2 separate regions of the Lactuca sativa genome follow, and region 2 is linked to region 1. The links are chromatin contacts, called in public Hi-C maps. All regions are on one chromosome and are shown on one strand. The core of a region is the stretch at or near the end of the contact, and the rest is flanking DNA. Distances in the headings are between cores, read along the strand shown.

Region 1 (2,975 bases), core at 465-2,964:
TCGTCTACCACCATCAATCCATCACCTTCTCCCACCATTTTCATCGAATACCACCCTTATACATCCATTATCATCCACCATAAGCAGCTTTACACTATCACCAAATGCCCCACCATCACCTTCTCCCACCATTTTCATCGAATACCACCCTTATACATCCATTATCATCCACCATAAGCAGCTTTACACTATCACCAAATGCCCCACCATCATCCCCTACCATTTACGTGCAAGGCAACCTCCATTCATTTTCTTCACCCTACCTGAACCACCGAACAACACCACTTTCCATCCATGATTCCCACAGTCAACCCCCATAACCTTTACAACATTCAATCACTATAAACCCCCCTTATTTCTCCATCACAGCCACACCCTTTAACCCATCTCCATTACAGCCACCATCAACACCATTTCCTCTCCATTGTTGCCATCCCCTGTCACCCCAATTACAGAGCACCCACATGTTATCGAGCCTCAAACCCCACACATTCATCTCCAAATTTCTAGACCCTATACATCGTCCTCTTCACCCTTTAAACCTGCAGAAAACACGAAAAAGAAAGGAGAAGGGAGGGAGGTGATCGAATCAAGAAGGGTGACCCTTTAAACCTGCAAAAAAACATGTAAAAGAAAGGAGAATGAAGGGTTGTGATCGAATCAAAAAGGGTGAAGAGGTGGGTCAAGGGGCATACCTGTAATCGAAAATGGGTGTGAAGAGGGAAGGTCTCAGTGATCTATTGGAAGATTGCTTTAAGGCCACTACAATCCCGCTTTTGAAATCAATCAAAGCTCACTGGTGATCAAGCATACTCTTTGATGGCAGATTTCAAGACAGTGGGTAGAGACACGCATCTTGTTGCAACTGGTCTTTGCTTACAACCATGGAGATTCATTCTTCTCAAACAAGGTGGCAGGGGAAAGCCCTAGATCATTTCAATTTGGGAGAAATATATCTTATTTTCCTTGTAAATAAAAAAAACAACCGGGTAACCTACAATAACAGGTAACCTCGTATTTTTTATACTAAAATAACAATAATGGTCTTTTTGGTACAATTTTGATACTTCATTACCTTTTTAAATCATTTTCTCATTTTAAAATTAAGTTTAAAACTATTATTAAATAAAAAAACCTCATAATACAAAAACCAATTTCAATACTTTTAGGATCCAACATACAAGTATTGCAGAATTGTTTATTTGACTAATTCTATATATACCTCATATATGTGAGTGAAATGTTAACCTCATATGTGAGTGATTTTTTATGAGTGAAAACCGTTTATATCAGTGAAGCTTTTAAATGACATCATCTTTCCAACGGTTTTTTTTTTCATATTAAAAAGGCACCAACTAATCTTAAAAGTGTCAAAATCGAATGAACAATTTGTTATATAATGTTAATATAATTATTCCTAAAACAAAGAAATTACTATTAGATAACTTTGAAATAATAAATAGTTACTAGTGCGAGTACGTTATGTGGGATGGATATCAATATTATTACATCATTATAGTTGTCGAAATCAGATAAGTTGGATAACAAAATCAAAATAATAAATAGTTTTGATTGATCTAAAACATATTTTGTCCTAAATTACACAAGTTGTTGATTCATCTATTTAATTTTATTATGTTAACCCATAAAAAATAAATTATAACTTAAAAAGTCAAAACCATTTGATCACCGATAGAAACGATGTAAATAAAAGCTTTGGTATTCTAAGCCTTCTTCTCTCACTCCAACAAATGAAAAAAAGGAAAAATCATTGACTGACTGACAACCCCATATGATTCCATTCCATCCCCAAATCATATAAATAAAACCCTTACCTGATATGCATATGACATGACCTATTCCGGCCGGCCAACTACCATTTTGTTCGGAAAAATATAACCTTTCACGGTGGAACTAATCAATTCTTCAATGGCTTCTTGATTTTACTATCACAATCAACCGTCGATCCACACTCCTTCCATCGTTAGAACCCTAATTTATCACCCATACACATACCCAACCTAATAACTTCGCCATTAATAAACCCACTACCGGTGATGACGACCATAGAAGGGCAAGATAGAGTCTTAGCAACGGCTCAACAAATCGTCAAGAGCCTAAACATCAATACCAAAGCAACCGAGGATATGATCTTGATTCTCTCCAGTTTTGATAATCGGTTGTCTAACATCACCGATTTGATGGAGGGAGGTACCGGTGATCGGTTTATGTCCGCAGAGAAGATTATCCTCCGGCATGATTCAGGTCTCGGTGAACCTTCGTCCAGGAGCTCTTCGCCATGGGAAGAGTCGTCTACAGAAGCTGCTGAGTATTTGGAAGCTGTTGACACGATTATCCAGTTAACGGAAGACCTCAATATCCAGTCCGATGCCGACAGCGAGATCATGGATCGAGCTGAAAACGCGCTCCAGTTAGCTATGTCGAGGCTGGAAGATGAGTTTCTTCATATTTTGATCCGTAACACAGTCCCTCTTGACATAGATCGACTCTATGGATCGATCCGCAAGGGTTCATTCTCGTTTCCGTCAAACGGGATTGAAATTGGGGACGATTTTGAAAGCTACAGAGAAGATGAAGATGGTGGGAGCGGAAGTGGGTATCATCACGAAAGAGGCCCGAGCTTAGGTGGTGATGTTTTCGTCGATTTGATCCATCCTGAAGCAATCAAGGAGCTGAAAGCCATCGCCGATCGGATGATTAGGTCCGGCTATGAAAAAGAGTGTTGTCAGGTTTACAGTAACGTCCGGCGTGATGTCTTAAACGAGTGTTTATCCATTCTAGGAGTTGAAAGGCTTAGTATCGAAGAAGTACAGAAGATTGAATGGAAAATTTTGGATGAGAAAATGAAGAAATGGATTCAAGCGATTAAAATCGTGGTCAAGGTTCTTCTTTTTGGGGAAAAACGATTATGCGAACAAGTTTTCAGCGAATCCGAACTTATCAAAGAAATTAGT
Region 2 (2,752 bases), core at 57-2,556, 200 kb before region 1:
TGTTCATCATTTTTAGGAAATTTAGTATTCCGTTAGCTGTATTGTGTTCAGCCGGTAAATGTTTTTGTAACAACTCCATTTTGTTGAATAAATCATCAACATTAATGTCTGAGATATGACCATTTTGCAGCCTCTTTTCCAGATTTTTGCAACATGACTTTAACTCGATAGTATTCATTGACTTCAACTTTTCTGTTGTGAATAAGAAACCAGAAATGTCTTCATATTGTTTGTATTGCTCAAACATTCGCTCCAATGAACCAATAGCTTGATCAATTATGTACACAAAATATTGAATCCTAAATGACTCTTGAGGTGAAAGTTCATGAACCGGCTCTGATGACCTAATGTCATTCTCATCAAAATGTCTTTTTCTAACAACTTTTCTTTTATTATTTTTCTCAACAAACACTGGATAAATTTCCAAATCAGAAGCTATAGCTCTCGCACAATCCAAAGCCTTCCCAAATCCATTCTCTCGATAGTCTTTAAAAAACTCAACAAGTGCTCCCACATTACTCATTGTCTCATCAATACGCATAGTCTCAGACTGAAGTTGTTTGCTCAAGTTATTTACTTTAGCCAATATATGATACCATATAACCATACCTGTTATAAAGTCAAATCTGCCAAGTTCATACTCTCCTAGACAAGTAGCTTCACTTATGATCTTTATGTCTGTCTCTTCTTCAACAAGTTTACGCAAAGCTTTTACTATTTCAGGAGCTTGAGTAATTATGGTTTTCACACTTTCAATCCTACTTTCCCACCTTGTAGTTGACAATGATTTTAAAGTGAGACTTTGTTTCGGTAATTAAAACGCATTGGAGGCCAAATGTTAAAACGCATCTAAAATTGGAACCAAAAGTTACTAGGCTAATTTTATTTATTGATAAAACATAAAATCAGATTTTTCAAAAATACCAATACTATAACTATAAATTATCCTAAAAATCGGAGGCCCCCTAAAATCGGAGGCCTGGTGCGACCGCATCGCCGGCACCACCCCAGGGCCGCCACTGTCCCTCGTTACATCTTCAACTATACATTCGTATAAACCTTTGAACATTCTCAAGCGCCTACGAAAATAGTACCATTGATAAGTGGCATTCTCTTGAAAATAGTTTTATACCAAACGTTGGTTGGCTTCTTCACGATTTCTGAAAATATATCTTCGTGCTCTCCGTTGAGAACTTTCAGCTGCTTTATTGCATAAAACATCGTATGTTTGTTCTGCCATTTGAGCACACGCAATAGCGACATTAAAAATAACTTGAAATTCTTCAAAAGATGAAGAAGATGACATTTTTTTAGGGAAATTGGTGAATTTTTTTAATAAATTAGAGAGAGAAGGGTTTGTTTTGTTTGAAAAAAAATGTATGTGTATTTATAGGAAAGAAAGGAAAAAGGAAAGAAAAAAAAAATTCAACGGCCGAATATGTGACCGTTTCCTCCCCAACCAATCACATTGCACGGCTGTAAAGTGCCATACCACGACCTAAACCGCAGGAGACCGCGGTCAAGGGGTGGTGTGCGCGACTGATGTGGCAAAACCGCGGCCACTCCCACCGGTCTTAAATAATCCATACAGAGTCGACTTCATATCATTGTCTTAAATGTGTGTGTGGTTTTATTTATTTATTTATTTATTTTGACTTAATGACTTAATATGGATATGACGGAATCAGATAAGCCGTTCAACTTTTCTTGATTGATGCTCATTAATTGAATATTCTTAACATAAAAGTGGATGTTTTTTCTATAATTTTTTTATTTGTAAAATACTATGATTTTGCTATGTTTATTGTCATTTATAAACTTTTTAGTTTGTCGGTCCTAGGCCCGGATAAAGGATGATGATTTACAACGTTAAGTATAATAAAGGCTAAAGGGCCTCAAATTCTTTGTCCGCTTAGGGTCCCCACACTGGTTGAGTCATCCATACTCTTTAGTATAAGGTGTCGTTTGTTTTTTCGAAACGAAAATGTCTGAAGTTTGCGGACCACCACTGCAACCCTCTATATCAGAAGAGGGGGACCAAACGGCTACAACATGTAACAAAAAGTTTGTTTGTTTTTTAACATCTGCAGACTGCTGCAATAAATTAAAATAAGGTGTGAAGATGTTTGAAGCAGAGGGTCAAGTGATGCGCCACACATCACACGCTCAATAATTTTTAAGTAAGAAGTTTTCTGAAAAACAAACAGCTGCAAATGGCCAAATGATGCGTGTGTGCTGTGCGGCGCAACAATAAACGGTTAGAAGATGTTTTTTTTAGAAAAATAGCCAAGGGGTAAGACATATGTTTTGGTGCTGCTATTCAGAGAATCCTTCCGTCCTAATTCATTTCCATTGTATCCAAATACATCTTCTTTGTTTTGTAAATTTATAGACTAGCATGTTTCTAAATACCGATCCAGATGAAAATCATGTAACCATCAAATCACTTGTACAATCGGGAAATATGATTCATACATAATAATTTATATATTAGAAGATTATACAACCCTTCAAAACATAAATCATTGTGTATATTATAAAAAAAAATTGATACGTACAGATAAGTTCATATACAGGTTACCATTACTTGGATACATTTATTATCACATCGTAACATGTTACTTTATGCTGCTTTATGCGTGACATTGTATAGCCCATTAAGGTCTTACTAGACCCCAGTGGAATATGATCCATAATGAAAACGAGTTATAACATATATTTCCTTTTATGCAATAGTTCAAGCCTTCCCTCA

The links. Hi-C and Micro-C count contacts between places; a contact is called where the count stands out from the background.
Region 2: a contact with region 1 is called in a Hi-C map of bud, with 10 times the contacts expected there. The contact joins the promoter of LOC111915250 here to the promoter of LOC111915261 in region 1. A contact is called at or near these places in 3 of 4 Hi-C or Micro-C datasets (bud and leaf).

Annotation. Positions count from the first base shown.
Region 1 is chr4:134,221,966-134,224,940 of Lsat_Salinas_v11, reverse strand. LOC111915261 (exocyst complex component EXO70B1) reads left to right here and starts at 1,714. Exons shown (of 1, transcript XM_023910935.3): 1 at 1,714-2,975. The coding sequence starts at 2,058.
Region 2 is chr4:134,425,105-134,427,856 of Lsat_Salinas_v11, reverse strand. It overlaps LOC111915250, which reads right to left and starts at 1,306. Exons shown (of 4, transcript XM_023910922.1): 1 at 1,133-1,306; 2 at 1,060-1,079; 3 at 1-770. The coding sequence starts at 1,306.